2 separate regions of the Mus musculus genome follow, and region 2 is linked to region 1. The links are chromatin contacts, called in public Hi-C maps. All regions are on one chromosome and are shown on one strand. Each heading gives the region's core, a stretch centred on a gene start, on an enhancer-like site or on the middle of the called end of the contact. The rest is flanking DNA. Distances are from core to core; before and after follow the strand shown. Region 1 has its middle 300 kb from the start of Gm36251. Region 2 has its middle 100 kb from the start of Gm36251.

Evidence for each region. A called contact is a pair of places that touch in the nucleus more often than the background predicts.
Region 2: a Hi-C map of cerebellum shows a contact between it and region 1, with 1.6 times the contacts expected there. The contact joins two enhancer-like sites. A contact is called at or near these places in 8 of 484 Hi-C or Micro-C datasets (cerebellar granule neurons, cerebellum, cerebral cortex and 2 more) and 1 of 115 datasets of contacts at active chromatin or transcription factors (embryonic fibroblasts).

The regions. Positions count from the first base shown.
Region 1 is chr9:112,824,964-112,828,971 of GRCm38.p6, forward strand. No RefSeq gene overlaps it. Among named protein-coding and RNA genes, the nearest start is that of Gm36251, 300 kb to the right of the region's middle. Within about 2 kb of position 1,803, at least 7 of the 459 cell types and tissues checked have an H3K27ac peak or open chromatin away from gene starts, as enhancers often do. A contact at or near this core is called in cerebellar granule neurons and cerebellum, where this site is marked.
Region 2 is chr9:113,016,360-113,020,770 of GRCm38.p6, forward strand. No RefSeq gene overlaps it. Among named protein-coding and RNA genes, the nearest start is that of Gm36251, 100 kb to the right of the region's middle. Within about 2 kb of position 2,757, at least 14 of the 459 cell types and tissues checked have an H3K27ac peak or open chromatin away from gene starts, as enhancers often do. A contact at or near this core is called in cerebellar granule neurons and cerebellum, where this site is marked.

The DNA of each region.
Region 1 (4,008 bases), core at 553-3,052:
TAGCAAGTCCTTTCTAGATTCTGTCTTCATACAGGTGACATGAAGAGGGATGGTCACCTTTCCTACAGATTTCAACATTTTAATTATTTCATAGCTTGTGTAAAACGTGTGAAAGGTGTATCCTCTTTGTCCCCCTCCGTCCCTTCTTCCCTCTTCCTCTCCTTTCTCTTCTTCCCTCCCCTTCCCTCTCTCCTGACAGAGTCTCACATAGCTCAAGCTGGCTCACCCACTGCATCATCTCAGAGAATAGTCACTGTTTAATCAACAATGATCTTGAATGTCTCATCTTTCCAGAGCTTTCTCAGAAGTGCTCCATTTACAGGTGTGACCACCAGTCCTGCAGCTCTGACATAGGGAGGATATTTAGCAACACTGTGAGAAAAAAAAATCTCCTATATATTCTTGACCATGACTTTGTGCTTTACATCATTTTCCCCCTCTGCTTGAAATATCATTTCTCTTGGTTCTTTGGTCTGTTCTTATTCATTAACCAGAATTTAACTTAGTCCTGGCACAACTCAATAGATATATTTCATCACATCTCAATATAGTTCATTATTCCTTCACTTTACTCCCTTAATATTTTGTATTAGAAGTTTACACACACACACAAGCATGCATGTCTGTTTATTCCTTATTGGTGTTGAGTTCTTGATAAAAGAAACAGACCCTTCATTTCTTCCTATATCCAGTGCCAATCCTGAACCAGCATTCCTCTCATAAACACTCATTCGGATGGAATTAGCGCATTTAGTTTTATATCTCTAGGCTCTGCTCCAAACACAATTGTATTAGGTTTGAAGCTTTCCTGCGCTGTCCTTGATTGTATATGTACTTGACTGAACTTGATTGTTCATAAAGTACGTGGTCATGTTATGCTTCTACCCTAGAGAATCTGAATAGTAATAATTATTTCATAGGAGGATCATAAAAACCAAATGAGTTGAGTAGTAGCAGGTACTTGACACAGTTCCTGACATGTTAAAAAAATGTGAATGTGTGTTAGCAGTCCCAATGCCACTGCCACATTATTATCAGTTTTAGCTATGCACACATTAGGTTGCATAGCCACCTGTGCACACATTAGGGAGTATGTATGGAGCTCTGACGACAATGTGTTGTCTCTTGATATGTCTATCACCATTACTGAACATAGTATAGCCTCAAGGGAAATCACTCTGCCAATTCATATGGATTTCCTTGGCCATCAGTGACTGAATATCTATTGCTCCACTAATATTTGTCAAATGAATGGTAAGATGAATGAAAACTGTACATAATAAGGCACTGAGAGACTAAGAGAATATTAAGTCTTTTTAGTGATTTCTGAAGGAGTATGAAGGGATGTCAGTTAGGACTGGGTTCTGCCATTTTTATTCTTAAAATAGAAAGACCAGGATCATAGTGCTTTAAAAAAAAAAAACAAAATAATATCCATTTTTCCCTCACTGATTCTTCTTTAGACTCCCAAGACTCAAATAGCACATTCTGCCAACTACCTTATCTTTCACAAGTCAGAGGCCACTGTTATGGTTAACTTCAGGCTCACAATCCTCGTTCTCGGGTGGGGGGGGGGAGATAACAGGGCACGTGATTACCGGCAGCTCTAACCCCACACCTCACTCAGAGGATCCCAATGATTATAGATGAGAAGGTAATGCCAACTAAGTCCTGGCAGTGACTCTCAGCGACTCTCCTTTCTGCTCTTATGTGACAAGTGGCTCCCAGACAGACAGTCAGGTGGACCCAGGATGCCCTTCATGCTGTCAAGAAGCAGCAGCCTCCTGCTGGTTAACAGCTGAAGCCTCGCCATCTCATTCAGAATACCATTCCTTCGACCCAGAGCTGGGACTCTTTGAGATCCTCACTCCTGCTGTGAAGAAGGCTGTTACCAGATGACAGAGCTCTGCTGTGGTCCAGGTATCTGGTCGTGATGGAGTTCTGTCTGTGAGGAGCATCTGCCTCCATCCTGCCAGAAACCAGACACCCCTTAACGAATGCAAGAAAGAAGCCCAAAGTCAGCTGTAGGTCTAGTTGACACCTATTCTCCCTTCATCCAGTATTTCTTAAATTTAACATTAGGACCATCCTGTCAAAATGCAGGTTCCAGATGAAAAGCTCAGGGGTTAAGCCTGAGATATGCATCTGTAACAGTTCTTAGATGCTGCTGCAGCCTCTGGCCTAAAGAAGGCACCAAGAAGCAAGGATTTAAAAAAAAAAAAATCACATCTTAAATGTCCACTGACTCTCGGGTTTCCGCTCTCATGACTCTTATCCATCATTTCCTAAGTGAAGCTAACATGTTTTTCTGACCTTCCAATGACCTTAATGTCTGAAAAAGGGATAACTCCTGAACACAATACTTGTGATACTCAGTGATTTTAAAATACAAACACCTTAAGTTAAGTTTAAAGAAAAGGAAAACCTTAGGAACCAATTATTCAATTTACGTAATAATTATCAAGGCAATGGGCTATTCAGTTCTGCTGTGATTCTGAGGTGTGAAATGGTCCTCCACAGGCTCATGCTTTTAACCACATGATGCCCAGGCTGTGGAGGTGTGGGGGAGGGTGTGAAATCTGGAGAATGTAAGGCTTACTGGAAGAAGTGAGCAACAGGAATGGAGCTTAGGGTTTTAGTGCTTACAGTGACTTCCTGATTGTTCTCTGTTTCTTAACTGCAGACACAATTTTAGCAGCCTCCTTCTCTGCAAGTATGGCTTTCAATTCACCTTGTAGGCCAGGATGGCCTTGTGTTCACAGACATGTACAAGTCTGTGTTTCTTCAGTGCTGGCATCAAACCATGAGCTTATACTGGGATCAAACATTTGGCTTATACTGATATCCCATGCAGTGCCAAAGCTTCTAGAAATAGAGTATATAGGTCAAAAGATGGTAAATGCCTCAAAATCAAATTTATTTTAATTTAAGTCGCCAATTAATTATTGACTATTCCAAGATGAACAGGCAACATATTTTTTTTTCCTTCAAGGATTTCACAATATCACAAGATGAATGAAAACTTGTGAGAACAGAAAGAAAAGAAGACACATCTCAGAATGTTCTGGAACATAGTGAGGAGACTATGCTGAGAGGTACTGAACAGAAAAGAAAAGAAGAAGGGCATCCCTTTTGTCTCTCCCAGTGTGAGACAAGTAATAGCAGCAATGTCACCTGGTTCACTTCCATGAACTTCAGAGCTTGGCAAGGTAATCACTACCTTAACATAACAGAGTTTAGGGTCTTAACTCTTTAAGTGTGGATTCTGGATCACCAGGGTCAGAGTTACCTAAGACCTGAACTTGAATCTATATTCTTACAATGTCTCCAAGCACTGCACAGTGCGCTCCATGAAGATATAGCCTGTCATCCTGAGGGGGAAGCTCATTTGTCAAATGTTGAGGCAAAGGCTGTTATAAAGAGAAGGGAAACCTTTCCTCCTGCAGAGAAGATCCATATGCTTAGCTGTTAACTCTAAGGATCCAGGATGTCTTCGAATCTGAGCAGATTCACTAAGCAAGCGTTTCCCTCCCTAAGTGAATACCAGCAGTGAGAACTGTTGGGAGACACCCTAAGACCAGCCAACCTGCCTGAAAAACATAGAGACTGGTACCCAGACATGCCAAGCTGCCTGGCAAAAGCAGACATCAGATGAACTGCCTGAAAAAAAAAAAAAAAAAAAAAAAAACAGAGATCAGCCAAGGTGCCTGGAAGAGGTTAGGACCGACTGAGCTACCAGGAAAAGATACTTTTTGAACCGTTGAGCTGCCTACAGGTTTTATAGTACACTCTGTGTTTCCAGCTTTCATGAGCTGTCACCACCCATGCAGAGTGACCTTGGTGATGCAGCTGTCTCTGAGTCATTTCTGAGTCATTAGTAAGCCCAATAAAGCTCGCTGGTGCACTAAGTTGGACTTCAGTGGCATCCATGCTTTGTTCCATTGCCAGTTACTTACCTGGGTTACTTATCATTTTTCCCCAGGAATAGTGGGGACACAACACCAGGCA
Region 2 (4,411 bases), core at 1,507-4,006, 190 kb after region 1:
AATAAATCCCTGAATCCATATGTGTCTGTCAGATTACCTCATTAAGTATGAATGAAGAGGAGTGTATTTATTCCGTAGCACATAACAAGCCTGTTTTTTAGAATCCTATCCATCCTTGACTTCAATCCTTCAGTAGAGAAAAGCAGATAAAGGCAGTGCTGTGAGAGAAGTCACGTGAGTAAGAAGTTTGTTAGATTGGTTCTCTGCCTCTGTGTCTTAAATAAGGAACCAGTTATGCCTCAAGGAGCTTTGGTCTTACAGATCTCAAATGGTGTTAATACCTGTGGTGTTTTAATGAGAATGCCCCACCTCACCTCTGTATGCTCATAGATTTGAATACATGGTCACCAGGGAGTGGCACTATTTGAAAGGATTAGGAGGTGTGTCCTTGTTGGAGGAAGAATATCACTGGGGATGGGTTCTAAGATTTTCAGAACCACAAGCCAGGCTCAATGGCTCTCTTTTCTTGCTGCCTGCAGATCCTGTAGAACTCATCTACTTTGCCTACATGCTGCCATGCTGTCTGCCATGACTACATAGGACTGACCTTCTGAAACTGTAAGCCAGCCCTAGTTAAATGCTTCCTTTTATAAGAGCTGCCTTGGTCATGATGTCTCTTCTCAGCAACAGGACACTGACTAAGACAGTGCCCAGAAGCTGTTATCATAAACTAGGATACCCTGCTTTAGCCTCTGCTTTATTGCTATGAGGAGATACCAAGACCAAGGCAATGCTTACAAAAAGAAGAATTTAATTGGGGCTTGCTTACAGTTTCAGGGGGTTAGTCCATTCATTATGGCAGGGAGTTGGGTGGCAGGCAGGCATGGTTCTGCAGCAGAAGCTAAGCACTTTACAACCTGATCTATAAGCATGAGGCAGAGAAAGAACTAACTGGAAATGACATGGGTTTGCGAAACCTCAATGTCCACCCCCACTGACACACTTCCTCCAACAAGGCTACACCTCCAAATCCTCCCCAAACAATTCATCAACTGAGCACTAGACATGTAACTATTTGCAGCTATGGGGGCCATTTTCACTCAAACCACCACAAATACCTTTTTAAAAAGATCTAATTACCAAGAGATGTGTGTGTGTGAGTGTATTAGAGAGAGGGGGGGGAAGGGGGAGAGGGAGGGAGAGGGAGAGTGAGAGGGAGAGGGAGAGGGAGGAGAGGGAGAGGGAGGAGAGGGAGAGGGAGAGGGAGAGGGGGGAGAGGGAGAGGGAGGATGGGAGGATGGGAGGATGGGAGGATGAAAGAATGAGAGAAAGAGAGAATGAGAGAATGAGAGAGAGAAGGATGAGAGAGAAATTGGGTTTACCTAAAACAAACTTGACTCACATTGCTGCAGAAGTGCCATTGTACCATGTAGGGTTTGCCACCCAGGCTTGAGCATGGGAAAGAAAGCATCCAAGACTCTGAGGGGAAAGGATAGAGTCTCTGCAACAGGAGTGTGGATGTCCAGATAAGGCAGGCCAGTGCTGTGCTCTTCTGTCTCTCTGGCCTCTCTCTTCCTGGTCACAGGAGCAACTAAAGTCACAGGAGAGACGTGACCATGGTCCAACTGTAACTTCTACTTATGGCTATAAGACTGAATAAGAGAGTCCCCGAGTTAGGAGCCACCAAAAAGATTCAACATGGCAGGGATTAGGAAAGAAAACAGGGTGCTCAGAACCTTGTGCTCCTATCAAGCTATACCATAAGGTAGGACTTCTGAGAAATAAACTGTAAAGATTCCATGCGATGTTCCCAAAAGCTCATGTGTTGAAGTCTTGATCCCCAACTGATGGATCCAGTTATGGTGAGGTTATTGACTCATGAGGTTTGGGGGATAATTAATGTTTGTAATTTCCAGACACTTGGAAAAGTATGAAATTGAGTCTGCCTTTCTCACGTGCTTGTCACGGCCACAAAAAGCAAATACAGAACCCACAGATGTTAAAAATTATATCACGATACTGACTGCTAGTTAACTTCTAAACTGGCGACTAGGAACACAGACCTGAGCAGACCCAATGAGCTCTGCTTAGCCTTCATAGAGGGACCTAATACTGACATTGTCCTTACAGAAGGTTGTTCTGAATTTGTGGTTTGAAGTCAACTAGGTAAGTTACTTGTTTGTCAGGAGTGTGATCCCTGATAAGTGGCCTGTTCATCACTGGGTGGCCTAACACCCAACCGTGCAGGAACAGCTCTAATTAGACCCAGTGGGTGTTTTTGTTTTCAAGGACATGAGGGAGGGGATGTGAAGGCTCAGAGAGGAGCTACATGGCATGCTGGGGAAGAGATATGTTTAAAATATATTATACACAGGCATGGGATTCTCAAGGAACATATAAAATATTTTACATACAAAACAATTGTCTTTATAGAAATTAAATCAGACTCAATTTCATGTTGTAATTTTCAAAGGGTCTGAAATATGATTCAGAATGCTTGTGGGAAGTGTAAGAAGAATTAAAAACAATTTAAAAAAACTGTTTGGAAAAGTCATTCTAGCAAAGAACAACAGGAAAATGACTAAGATGCTGAGATTTTTGGACAAAGGCAGCAGATAAGCTAGTATAAAAAATATTCCTATGTAAATGTCATAAATTCTTCAGAAAATAGGAGTTAGAAAATCTGAGGTGGGGAAAGGACATGAAATAGAGACAAGCAGAACTTTTAGTCCGGAAATGCAACAGACTAAGGTCTCAGAGAACTGACTCATGGTGACAACAGAAAGAGGAATGGGGAAAGTATGAGACAGATCAGTGAGAACCACATGAACCAAAGAAAAACCGTGTATACCAAAAATTAATTTAAAACACCACTGAGGGCTAAGGGGGGCAGGGTCAGCAGTCAAAAGTGCATATTGCTCTTGCAGAAGTTCTCTTCCCAGCACCCAGACGGCAACTCACAACTGTCCACAATTCCAGTTCCAGGATATCTGACGCCCTCTTCTGGCCCCCACACACAGAGTTCACAAACATACATGCAGGAAAAACATTCATACACACGCAATAAACAAATGTAAAATAAGCCAACCAACAGAAAGAAAGAATACAAGAATAGAATTTTCTGACTTTGAAATGTTTGTTCCTTTTAGTAAAAGCTGAACATTATCTCTATGAGATATGCACAGATATTCTGTCTTAGGCCCATATAATTTAAAGTACAGGAAATGTTTAGGGAAGACCAGGGTTGGGCCGGGGGGGGGGGGTCATGGATGTGTGGGAGGGATCATGGTCAGCTTGAAAAACAGGCAGTGAATGCAACAGTGGGCGCCACTCCGTGAGGATCAGTTTAGGGCAGCAAATTACTGCCTGCATCCCTGGGACCATCTGCTCATACCAGCAGCTTCTGAGCATAAACGGAGGAAATCTCGGAGGAAAATGTCTGCTCCGTCCTGGAAATAAAGCCAAGAATCAATTTAAGTGCCCAACTGGATAGATGACAAGAGTCTTTTCTGAAATAAACCTTTAAACTTTCTCTCTGTGAGAACAGATACCACCAGGGACCCTTCAGAGGAGAATAAAGCTGTCCATCTAAAACAGTCCCTGTGTTTCCTGCAGGAAGCCGGCACTAAAAAAGAAAAGCATCAGATGACCCTGGTCACAGGGACACTGAAGACTCCAGGCTGTTTGGTTCAGTGAATTTTCCTACTAAGTAAAAGATGTTCGATGGAAAACATTCCAAAAACAATCAAAGGGAGAAAAATAAAATTTCTCTCCTCCCACTGATTAAAGGTATTTCCTTTCGTAACCTATGTACATAATTTTACCCAGCTGTGGGCAACAAGAGTTGCCCAGTGGTTAGCACACTTGCTTTGCAAGAAGAGAAGTGGAATTCAGGTGACCAGAACCAACATAAAGGCTGAGCAGGCACCGAGGCTTTGCGTGTTCGCTCCAGAAGTAGAAACAGGAGATCCCCAAGGCAAGCTGTCTAGTTAGACTAGCCAGAAGTGGTGAGCTCTGGGCTAGCTGAGAAACGTTGCCTCACTAAGCTATGTAGAAAGAAATAGAAGAAGAAACTACATTTCAATTTCTGTATTCCACACACAAGTGCACACATATGCATACAGACCCAAATACACACTAGTGAATGTGCACATACATGCATGCACACCACAAACACGAACACATAAAAAAAATTTCTGATTATGGAATATTTTATGTTCATTTCTTTATTGGTGAATGTCTTAAAGTTTTACTGTTGTGAACAGACACTATGACCAAGGCAGCTCTCATAAGGACAACATTTAATTGGGGCTGGCTTACAGGGTCAGAGGTTCACTCCATTATCATCAAGGCAAGAACATGGCAGCATCCAGGCATCATGGTGCAGGAGGATCTGAGAAGTCTACATCTTCATGTGAAGGCTGATGGCAGGATACTGGCTTCCAGTCAGCTAGAATGAGGGTCTTAAAGC